2 separate regions of the Sus scrofa genome follow, and region 2 is linked to region 1. A link is a contact called in public Hi-C data. All regions are on one chromosome and are shown on one strand. Each heading gives the region's core, a stretch centred on a gene start, on an enhancer-like site or on the middle of the called end of the contact. The rest is flanking DNA. Distances are from core to core; before and after follow the strand shown.

Region 1 (6,285 bases), core at 2,642-5,141:
AATATATCAGTGAATTTAGTAAAAAGGTGGCATTGCACATCACTGGAAGATGAGTTATTAAGTAAATGATTTTGAAACAAGTAGGTTAGCTATCTATTAAAAAATGTTGTGTCATTTATATCAAAATTAATTTTTGCTACATAAAAGATTTTAAACACTAAAAAAACAAAAAGCACAGACTTAGAGTAGGGAGGCCCTACTAAATATAACACAAAAGCTAGAAATCATTAAAAACTGATCAATTCAAGTCATAAAAATTTAAAATTTCCACACAGCAAAAACACTTTAAGCAAAAAATTTTAAAAACCAAGTTTTCAACAAGTACAAAAGGGAATATCCATACATTGCTTGTGGGAGTATAAATTGGTACCAGCTCTATTGGGAGTAATTTGGCACTATTAAAATTAAATTTTAAGGAGTTCCTGTCATGGCGCAGTGGTTAACGAATCCGACTAGGAATCATGAGGTTACAGGTTTGATCCCTGGCTTTGCTCAGTGGGTTAAGGATCCAGCGTTGCCTTGAGCTGTGGTATAGGTTGCAAACGCAGCTCGGATCTCGAGTTGCTGTGGCTCTGGTGTAGGCCGGTGGCTACAGCTCCAATTTGACCCCTAGTCTGGGAACCTCCATGTGATGTGGGAGCGGCCCAAGAAATAGCAAAAAGACCAAAAAAAAAAAAAAAAAAAAATTAAATTTTAAGTGTATGCCTCTTTGACTCAGAAATTTCTTTTAGGAATTTATTCCAAATATTTATTGACACATAAGAGAAAAGACATATACAAGGATATTTATGCAGCATTATTTCTCAAAACAGTGAACCCATTGGGCTACATCTATATAATGGAATCACATTCGACCATCTAAGAAAAAGACAGATCTGCATATATGGATATGGAATGATTTGCAAGATCATTCTTATTTTCCCTGAGCCCAGGAGCAGAAACAGAGACCCCAAACCCAAAGGATTAAGCCTAAGACAGAGAAAATATGGATGTGCTCACAGCTTTTTTGTTCCCTAAGTGTTCTTACGCCTGGAGCTGAGGGAGAGACAAGTGGAGACGGAGAGCAGACCTGGATGGGGTCCAGGCCTGGGAGGCCTTTCAAAGTGAGAATGAGGACTTTTTAGGTCCAGGAACACAGGAAAAGGATTCTGTGATAAGTTATTCTTAATGTGTACCCCATGTACTGATGCTTTATTAACCATCTAAGCAACCTGGACACTCTTCAGATGTTCCTCAAAGAACGAGTAAGACTTAATGGGGATGGATAAGGGGAAACTCTGCCCCCTGGCCCCATGTGGAACTGAAGAGAATCAATTGGGAATTTCTGCCTTTAGGAAACCACAATTATTATCTATGTCACCCCAAAGAATTGGAACTTATTCTCAATTCCCAAACTTCATATAATCCCATTCATGATGTCCTCTGTGAAAAACACTGAAAAACAGCTCTGCTGATGAAACTGACTTATGTCGAGGAAAATTATAATCGTGGTTATCCGTGAGAGCAGGTAATGTGAGGGAAGCCTCAGCCAAGAGCCTTCCGAGGTACTGAAAATGTGTATTTTGACAAGAGGTGGTTAGATGCATGTATACAAACTTGTAAGTGTTTGTTTCAAATTTACTGACTGCTCTGAATAAATTATACCTCAATTCTGAAACACTAACCTGGGGTTTTCTCCCATTCAGCCACAACCTACTCAAGCCTGGGTTATGCGCATTCCTCTCTTCCTCCCTCATAAAAGGTCAAACTCACCTGTTCAGCAGAATTCCAGTGCCAGTCAGTACAAATGCAAAGTCACAAGAAAACAGAAACACAAACATATTTAGCTAGTGTAGAGATCAAAGAAAAGTAAATAATGAACTGTGGCTTCATCAAACATTTACAGAACAGTACAGGGCAGAACAAAGCAGCCAATAATCAAAACATACATTGGAATTTTTTTTTTTTTTTCCATTTCTAGGGCTGCTCCCACGGCATGTGGAGGTTCCCAGGCCAGGGGTCTAACCAGAGATGTAGCTGCCAGCCTATGCCACAGCCACAGCAATGTGGGGTCTGAGCCGCATCTGCAACCCACACCACAGCTCATGGCAACGCTGGATCCTTAACCCACTGAGCAAGGCCAGGGATCGAACCTGCAACCTTATGGTTCCCAGTCGGATTCGTTAACCACTGAGCCACAACAGGAACTCCCATACACTGGAATTATATTTGCTTTAGCACAACTGACTTTTAGATTTGTGATTGGTTTTTAAGTCTTTCCTTTAAGTCTAAAATTTTATGAAGAGATTACAATAAAATTTTGGCTGATTGTGGCTTTAGAAAACTATAATTTTTCAGTGCTTTTAGAAATTCTTTTTGAAGTTTAAAAGATACTCTTTTTGAGATTTGCGTTGCGCTGCAGTCCAGGGACCTGTATGTGTCAAAGCAGCTTCAAGGACTCTAACAGGACTAAGAAAATAAATATTAGTTCTTTTTCTCATGAAAATTTTTTTCTTTTTTCTTTTTTGCATGTGTGGGAGACTTCTCTACTTTCCTTAGTTAATTTACTTTCCTTAGTTCTTAGCCTCTGCTTGTTTCAGTCAAAAATATAACCCTGCCTACTGTCCTACCCTGATCCTCTTCCTTCTCAATGGAAGTAATTGTGGGTGGAGGGTAAAGAGCAAAGTCTTAGGCCAAGGGTGGCCAGTCAATGACCTCCAGGGCAAACCCAGCTAAGTTCCCTCCTAGCAGAAGCCACAATGTGAAGGTGTGGGACAAGCAAAGTAACTGCAAAACAAACTGCCACAGATGGAGATCTCCTCATCTGTGATCCATTAATCCTTTGCCATCGGCCTTCTTGTGAACAGATTAATTGCAGTAGAAAAGTATAGACATTTTGTAAAGAGACCAAATTTATTTTGGAAATGAAGACCATGAATGAATGTTTTTGTATTACTTGATACAACTTCAAATTGAGAGACAAAAAGAAAAAAAAACTTTTTTTTTTGCTTTTTTAAGGCCACACCCATGACATATGGAAGTTCTCAGGCTAGGGGTCGAATCAGAGCTACAGTTGCCAGCCTACACCACAGCCACAGCCACACCAGATCCAAGCCGCGTCTTCGACCTACACCACAGCTCATGGCAACACCAGATCCTTAAGCCACTGAGTGAGGTCAGGGATCAAACCCACATCCTCATGGATACTAGTTGGATTCATTTATGCTGCGCCACAAGGGGAACTCCCAAAAATAATTTTAATAGCTCAAAAAAAAGGAGGGCTAATGGTAGGGAGACACTGCATTAAATTCACCAAACAGCACCATTTTGTCCCACTAGCAATGGATTCTTCTATAGAAATCCTATGAATTTTGAGCTCATAGTAATATGAGGCCAGGAAACAATCAGATATCAAGAGAAGAAAGCACTTGACAGTATTAACAGCAATCATTCCCAATTTTATTCGATTTTCCCCTTCTTGGAAAAAATGACAAAGAAAACATAGAATTTATTCCAGCCCTGCTAAAATACATCTGCCTAAAATTTTTTCTATTGTTTTTGAAACAAAAACACCTTATCATTTTTTAAACTTTTATTATCTCTCCATTTTGGTAAATGCCTTACATCTCTGAATCCGCCATAATGAGACAGCTGTGTTATTACAGAAAGGGAATGAACCTGGATCTAGACCATCAAATTTGAAAATCATGACTTGGCCACTCACTAGATATAAAATGGAAAATAACATTAACTTCACAAGGGTGTCCTAAGAAGTAAAAATGTAGCCTGTAACAGCTTATACAAATATAAGGCCTGAGAGGGGCAATATTACTAGGTGGAAAGGACAGACTTTGGATCTAGAGAGATCCTGGTTCAAATCTCAGAAGTATCACTTTGACCAAGTTAAGTTCTCTGAACTCAATTGCTCCATCTGGATTGTTGCAAGGATTAAATATTAACTTGTATAAAGGCCCAGTCACTTAACAGACATCCAATAAATGGCAGCTATTATTTTGAAGTTTTTTTCCTTTCCATTAGTCACTTTTCATTCATCTATTCAACAAATATTTACTGAGTAATAGGCACTGTATTAGGATATAATGGTGAGTAAGACATACACAATTCCTCTCTTCATGGAGTTATTGTCTAGTTGGGAACACAAATAAACAGGAAAATACAACATAATTTTATATGTGTAACAGGGAAAGTATGTAGTGCTATGGGAACCCAGGTAAGAGATACTTTTTCCCAGACTTAAGACAGAACAGCAGAGCTTCTTGGAGAAAGTGATTCTGAGCTGAAAACTGAAAGATAAGTAGGAATTAGCAAATGAAGAAGAGGAAGTAAGGGAAATTTTCCAGGAAGGGACATGTGCAAAGACCTAGAACCAAGAGAGATCATGTTTATCAAAGAAAGCTCAAAATATCCACCAACATACACATTCTGTCCTGGGACTAGAATATAATACTCTCATACAGACCTTTCTGTCCTTTTCTTGTCCACTGACATTGACTTTCAGCCTTTCATCTGACAAATACCCATTGAACATATTCTTATCTTCAGCAAAAATCCTACTATGACCAATCACCATTATCAAGCATAAATTCCTGATTATGTGGACTAATAAATCACAACATGTATTTTTGTGCCATTCTGGAGATCTACAAGCACTGCATCGGACTGGATGATGATGAATAAATACCACTCTCTACTCTCCATAAGTTTAATGGTCCAATTAGGAAAATAAAATAGATTAAGATATAATAGAGTATGTGATTAATTACTTGAATGATTGGACAATAAATGTAATAAAAATTTAGACAAGAATGGATCATGATAAAAATCTTACAAATTCCCAAGCAGTTTACAAGTTATTTTCCTGATATCATTCATATGGTCTTATTACACACACACACACACACTTTGACAAGTTCATTGGTCACTGAACAAATGTTTAAGGGTCTGCTATTACATGTATACAACAGGAACAGAGATAAAACAAAGGTCCTAGCCATACGGATTTTATATTTTTGTTGGCAAAGGAAGTAATAAACAAAAAACAAACACTTCACATACACATTTAATCTTTGAAACAATTCCGCAAGGTGGGATTTATAATTCTCCTTTTATAGGAGAGACGTAGGAGGTCAAATAACTCGTCCAAGATCAGATAGCTAGCAAGTAGCACAGCCAAGATTTTAACCCAGTTCTTTCAGACTATAAAGCCCATGTCCAACGTCGACATTTCACTCTACTGCTGAAATTCTCCATTTCCCTGAACAAGAGCGGTCACTGGAGGCGTTTCCAATACATGGCTGTTCCTGAAATGGTGTGCCCAGGACTACCAAGTGATTCTCAAGCGTTTTGCCTCCACTGAGCTAAGTCAGAGACTCTGAGTCCTGCAATGTTCTTCCTTCCATCTGTACTGCTTTTGTGATTTTTAATTTCTATCTCAAATATATATCCAATGGTTCTATTCTATGCAATTCTCTTCTCTGCTTTAACATAATAAATTCTCCATTTATTTTCCTCATTCACCAAAAACAGTGGTAAATTATGCTCCCCTTCAAAAGTATGGCTCTAATGGGCTATGTGGCAACTGTGCTAGGTTGGGTTACTGCACTTGGACTTCTATAGGTTAACAACAGCTCTATCATTAAGCAGTTAAGTGCCTGGCTCTCTTCTACATTATCTCATTTCATCTTTTCAATAATACTGTAGGGTATTTTTAAATGTTCCTGTTTTATAGACAGGGAATTCACAGAGGTTGAATTACTTGCTCAAGGCCAGGCTAGAGTAAATTCAGGTCTTCCCATGTACTGTCTCCCACCTAAAACTACAGAATCACTGGATCCCTTCCTGTGTAGGCACCATTTCTACAGAATCCTTTCCAGTGATACAGTCTCTTGTAGAAATACATACAAACTGTGATGCTTATGAGCCTCCGTTTTCTCATCTATAAAAGGGAATCTAACTATTTATCTCACAAGGTTATTATGAGGATTAAATGATAAAGTATGTAAAGGTCCTTTGCAAACAATAAAGCACTTTATAAATTTCCCTGAACTTTCTTTACAAGTAAGTTAGACCTATAAAATCAAATTTATCTTTGAATTTAAGTCATTGTACATGGAGTCTCCTTAATAGAGTTCTGATTTCATAATTACAAATTTAAAGAGAAAAATATATCCACAGCGTTCCTTGGTAGGTAAAATTATTTTACATTACTACCAACCATAAGACTAAAATTTCAGTTTTTTTCTCAAACTCTTTTTGGAGGTAGAGGAAAATATCAACTTTGGTACA
Region 2 (6,327 bases), core at 2,995-5,494, 540 kb before region 1:
TCCAGTTTTCTTTTTCAGTATTGCTTTGGCTATTCAGGGTCCCTTGTGTTTCCATACAAATTTTATTTTATTTTTTATTTTTACTTTTTGTCTTTTTGTCTTTTTGCCATTTCTTGGGCCACTCCCATGGCATATGGAGGTTCCCAGGCTAGGGGTCTAATTGGAGCTGTAGCTGCCAGTCTATGCCAGAGCCACAGCAACATGGGATCCGAGCCGCGTCTGCAACCTACACCATAGCTCACAGCAACGCCAGATCGTTAACCCACTGAGCAAGGCCAGGGATCAAACCCACAACCTCATGGTTCCTAGTCGGATTCGTTAACCACTGTGCCACGACGGGAACTCCTCCATACAAATTTTAAAATATTCTGTTCTAGTTCTGTGAAGAATTCCCTTGATAATTTGAAAGGGATTGCATTGAATCTGTAGATTGCCTTGGGTAGTATAGTCATTTTGACAATATTGATTCTTCTAATCCAAGAGCATGGTATATCTTTCCATCTGTTTGTGTATCTTTCATCAGTGTCTTACAGTTTTCAGAGTATAGGTCTTTTGCCCCTTTTAGGTAGGTTTATTCCTAGGTATTTTTTTCTTTTTGATGCAATGGTAAATTGGATGGTTTCTCTGATTTCTCTTTCTGATATCTCATTTTTAGTATATAGAAATGCAATCAACTTCTGTATATCGATTTTGTATCTGCATCTTTCCTGAATTCATTGATGAGTTCTAAGGGTTTTCTGGTAGTATCTTTAGGGTTTTCCAAGTATAGTATCATGTCATCTGCAAAGAGTGATAGTTTTACTTCTTTTCCAATTTGGATTTCTTTTATTTCATTTTCTTGTCTGATTGCCATTGCTAGGACTTCCAAAACAATGTAGTAGTTAAAGTGGACATCCTTGTCTTGTTCCTGATCTTAGTGGAAATGTTTTTAGTTTTTCACCATTGAGAATGATAGCTGTGGGTTTGACATATATGACTTTTATTATGTTGAGGTGGTTCCCTCTATGCCCACTTTCTGAAGTTTTTATCAGAAACAGGTGTTGAATTTTGTCAAAAGCTTTTTTCACATCTACTGAGAGATCATATGGTTTTTATTCTTCAGTTTGTTAATGTGGTGTATCACATGATTGATTTGTGGATATTAAAAAATCCTTGCATCCCTGGGATAAATTCCACTTGATCATAGTGTATGATCCTTTTAATATATATTTGTATTCAGTTTGGTGATATTTTGTGGAGGATTTTTGCATATGTTCATCAGTGATATTGGCCTGTAATTTTTCTTTTTTGTGGCATCCTTGTCTGGTTTGGATCTCAGGGTGGTGGTGGCCTCATAGAAGGAGTTTGAGAGTGTTCCTTCCTCTGCTAGTTTTTTGGAAGAGCTTCAGAAGAATAGGTGTTAACTCTTCTCTGAATATTTTATAGATTTGCTTGTATAACCATCAGTCCTGAATTTTCGTTTTTTGTAAGTTTTTAAATCACATTTTCAATTTCAGTACTTGTTGTTTGATCTATTCATATTTTCAAGAATTGGTAGTTTTCTTCACCCTTTCTTCATTGTCTCTATTCCTCTCTACTAATCTACTTTACTCTGTAAATATTGTTCAAATTAGTTTACTTTTATCATGCCCATTGATATTACCCTCACTTAGATCATAACCATCTTTCATCTATTTTACAACTCTCTAGAAATGGTCTGCAACCATTAGCTAAAGATGTGCCAGGGATATATTGTTTTCCTTCCTTGCTGTCTTTTAAAGATAGCCTATCTTGGGAAAAAAAAAATAGCTGACATGAAGAGGAAGAAGATATCTCTTGTAGCACATGAACCCCCTAGGAAAGTAATGCCTGAAGCCACATTTCTCTCTCAAAACTTTCAGTTATCTGAGCCAATGTATTTCACTTTTCTTTTTGATTAAGCAAATGTACTAGATTTCTGTCACCTGCAAGTTAAAAGCAGTACAGAATCATTTGACCAGGACATAATCTATGTTTTATCCTCAGTTCCTAGTACAGTGACTGGCCAAGGCTTAACTTGTTGAATGAATGATGTGTGCAAAGCACTTTAAATTAATTTTTACCTCCATGCTAACAAAAAGCAAGGTGCTTTCATTCATTCAACAAATATTTGTTGAACATCTAGTATGGGTCACTATTCTAGATACTGGGAATATAGCCCTGAACAAAACACACAAAAGCTTTACTCTAATGAAATTTACATGCAACATATTCAAAATAATGAAAAGGAATTAAGGTGTGCTGTTTGTGGAAGATTTACTATTTTGTCTGTAAATATTAGCAAAGCCCCTTGGGTTTTATGCAGCAAGATAGTATTCTGAACCAAAGATATCTTTCACTATTTGTTTATCACCATATTTATACGAAAATGAGTCAAGTACATGATATCCGCTAAAGAAGGTCCAGAAAAACTTCAGGGCTTAAAAGTCCATCTGAAACAAATTCTTCTGATAGAACACTAAGGGTCCAGGTCCCAGAAATTCAGACTCACTGACCCTTTAGTTCCATATTCAAAGTAGCACGGAAAAAAAAAAAGCATAATTTTTAAAGTAGGTAGTCCTAGAGCTGAATCCTGGGTTTAAATAAAAGCTGTGTCCTCTGAATGAAGTTTCCTACACTTCATAAGCACAATTTCCCCATGTTAAAAGGAGGATTGTAACACCAATTCACTAGATTGTTCTGTTCACTTTGAAAATTAGCTGGTGGTCATTTAATATTATTTGAAAGAATACCAATATAAATATTAAATGGGATGATGTATATGAAAGCATTATAAGCTGTAGTGTGCTGTATAAACATTAGTTGCTTTTGCTGTCATTATTATTATCATTCCCGTGAGAGCCAAGCTTGTGGGAGAGTTAGGTAGGATGGAGTACTAGAAAGACAAGGAAGTTTAAGAACTGACTTGAAAAGCGTTAAATGTCTGAGTGTCTAAGAGGAAAGTGAGCAAGGCTGACAGTAATAAGCAATATTTCCAAGCAGAGGAAATTTGGTTTCACTGCTCCAGGTTCAGGGCTCCCTCTCTTTGGAACATGCATGGTTCTCTCCATAAAAATTCCTAATCCTATACTCTGTTCACGTACCAAAATTATTTCCACACTGCCATTTTTAAAGCTGGTTTTAGGAAAGCAATCTGATTAAATGATAATATTACAGTGTTGTGGAAATGTGGCTATTTGGGGGCTCTGCTACTTTGAACTGCCTTCTGATTTCCCTGTGGAATGTCACTCCTCCTTTAGTTACCTCTTATGGTTAAAATTCCCCCACAACAGCAGTAGTCTCTACATGACATTTTTCCTTTTTGCCTTGGTATTTTCTAATCTTTGAATAATAATTTGGAATTATAATAAAAAATAAAAACTTACTTTTGAAAACAGATTTAATTAAACCAAAATTTTCCAACAGTCAGGCTATTTCTTTTCCTTCTTCATTATCAGCTGCCAATTTTAAGCTTTCTAATCATCTAAATGGATTCCTCTAAGAGGACTTCTTTCCCCTCTCTCCCTCCCTTTCTTTCTCTAAAAACTAAACTCAGCACAATTCAAATTTAATGCTTTAATCTTTGGCTAACTTGTTTACCCTTCTCAGCTTTAGGAAATTTATAGCAGATAATGGTTTCTTGTCTTGTCTTGAGAAGTTTTCAAGGTAAATGCTTGAATATGGGTAGCAACTATCTGTAAAAAAAATACCTTGGTATTTAGGGAAGAAGAAACTGATCAAGAGAAGAGAAAGCCTAAAGTAACAGACTTGTATTTTCCTATCTCTGAACTACTTTCCAGATTGTCTTATTTATTTTAGCTGTATAGAAATATTATTATTTTCATTTAAATGAATAGCTTAATATTAAAATGTTATCGCTAGCACTGTAAGCACTATGCACACAATTAAATGTGTTGATTTAATTTTATTGTTAAGCTTTCATTGGAACCAGAAATGTTATTCTATACCCTCTAAACTTTTGAAATTTCTGACATAGCATAACTGCTTGCTCATAACCTTTTAAAGAAGAAATAATACTGGTCATGTCCAGAAGATCACAAGGATAGCTGAGACAAGGCTAAGAACCTAAGATGGGAAAAAGATGTAGAAGTCGGTCCAACTCAGAAAGGGGCTCAGGACCTGTAAGTCAAGGTGGATCTGAACCTGTGAGCTGTAAGCAGTAGAAGCACATATTGACTCTCAACGGCTTGCAAGGGTCAAAAGTCAGTTCAGAGCATAAAAGGGGTCAGAGCACACAGGAGAATCTATGGAGCAGAGGTTAAAAACACAGGCAGAGTCTGGTTACGGCTCCTGGGTAAAAACAAGCAGAAACTTTCCATTTGACCGTTCCCCTGTCTCACAAGTGGGTTTTGATGTGGTTCCTATAGAAATAGAGACAAACCCACATGATGTATCCAGGTCTGAATAGAGGATATAAAGGGAGAGTATGGATGAGAGAAGAGAGGGTAGAAATTTTAAGTTTGTTTTAGGGGGAGGGGCAGGAGAGGTACAGGACAAGTTCTCTTTTTTTCTTTTTCCACTTGTAATGAAGCTCTCTTAAATTAAAAAAAAAAAAAGAAAAGAAAAGAAAAATTAAACTCCAAATGTTTTAATTTGGGGATTAAATAATCAAGAGCACTATTTTGACCACCATTCTCACTTCTGCACTGGATGTTATTCTTAGACTTGGCAAGATATAACAAGTAAATTTAAGAATTTTAAGAAAAGGACAGGAGTTCCCGTCGTGGCGCAGTGGTTAACGAATCCGACTAGGAACCATGAGGTTGCGGGTTCGATCCCTGGCCTTGCTCAGTGGGTTAATGATCCGGCGTTGCCGTGAGCTATGGTGTAGGTTGCAGGCGCAGCTCAGATCCCATGTTGCTCTGGCTCTGGCATAGACTGGCAGCTACAGCTCCGATTAGACCCCTAGCCTGGGAACCTTCATATGCCATGGGAGCAGCCCTAGAAAAGGCAAAAAGACCAAAAAAAAAAAAAAAAAACAAACAAACAAAGACAAGGACAAGAAAAACTACTTTTACTATATCTAAAGAAACAAATGCTATCCTAACCCTTATTTTCCTGAGGGCCTTTGAAAGAATTGATGATTAATCACAAACATCTTGAATAGTTGGTTTAAGGATATGTCTATTATTGAACCATCTCCATCTCTGAAAAATATAACCCCAGGGTTTCTCCAGTGAGACCAATATCCTCCGTGGGGCAAAAATGTTGCTATGCTGAAAAGAGGAAGCAATCTTGTCCAAGACTGATGAAGGGAAAATAGAATACTAAAATCTTATTAACTTCTACAGCCCTAGAGAGCCAGAAACACTACCCCAGATTTTTTAAGTTTCATCAAAAATTCACTCAAAGGCAATATGATCCTAAAACTAAAACAGGGACAAATTAGGTCTTCTTGACAAGTACTACTTTTAATACTGACAATTAAAAAAAGAATGAAATATAAGTGTTTGTTTCCATACTTACAAAATCTCAAACCCAGTATTCAGTTTGCTGGATCCATGTTTGTCTTAAGGAAGTGGTGGGGAAGATACCTATAAAAAAAGAACTTAAAGATTTCTGTCAACAGAAACAGAATGATTGTATTCCATGTCATCTTACGTGCTGCTTTGTGTATTTGAGCAAATAGTGTAAGAATCTCAGAATGAAAGACAATGATGTAGAAAAGTTAACTAGGATAAATAGTGGCAGACTTCCTCAGAAAGCTAGATTTTTTAATTTTAAAAAATTTTTTAAATTTATTTTATTTTTTAAATTATTCCCCAAGACAATTTTTTTTCTACTGTACAGTATGGTGACCCAGTTAAACATACATGCACACAATCTATTTTCTCACATTATCATGCTCCATCATAATTGACTAGACATAATTCCCAGTGCTACATAGCAGGATCTCATTGCTAATCCATTCCAAAGGCAATAGTTTGCATCCATTAACCCCAAGCTCCCAGTCCATCCCACTCCCTCCTCCTCCCTTGGAAACCACAAGTCTATTCTCCAAGTCCATGATTTTCTTTTCTGGTTTTAATTTTTTTTTTTGTCTTTTTTTGCCTTTTCTAGGGCCGCACCTGTGGTATATGGAAGTTCCCAGGCTGGGGGTCTAATCGAGTTGTAGCCGCCAGCCTACGCCAGCACCACAGCAATGCCAGATCCAAGCAGTGTCTGCTACCTACACCACAGCTCACAGCAATGCCGGATCCTTAAGCCACTGAGCAAGGCCAGGGATCGAACCCACAACCCCATGGTTCCTAGTCAGATTCGTTAATTACTGAGCCACGACAGGAACTCCCATGATTTTCTTTTCTGTGG

Evidence for each region. A called contact is a pair of places that touch in the nucleus more often than the background predicts.
Region 2: a contact with region 1 is called in a Hi-C map of liver, with 10 times the contacts expected there. The contact joins two enhancer-like sites. A contact is called at or near these places in 4 of 47 Hi-C or Micro-C datasets (embryonic fibroblasts and liver).

Annotation. Positions count from the first base shown.
Region 1 is chr8:67,745,242-67,751,526 of Sscrofa11.1, reverse strand. No RefSeq gene overlaps it. Among named protein-coding and RNA genes, the nearest start is that of DCK, 42 kb to the right of the region's middle. Within about 2 kb of position 3,891, at least 3 of the 83 cell types and tissues checked have an H3K27ac peak or open chromatin away from gene starts, as enhancers often do. A contact at or near this core is called in liver, where this site is marked.
Region 2 is chr8:68,285,003-68,291,329 of Sscrofa11.1, reverse strand. No RefSeq gene overlaps it. Among named protein-coding and RNA genes, the nearest start is that of GC, 72 kb to the left of the region's middle. Within about 2 kb of position 4,244, at least 4 of the 83 cell types and tissues checked have an H3K27ac peak or open chromatin away from gene starts, as enhancers often do. A contact at or near this core is called in liver, where this site is marked.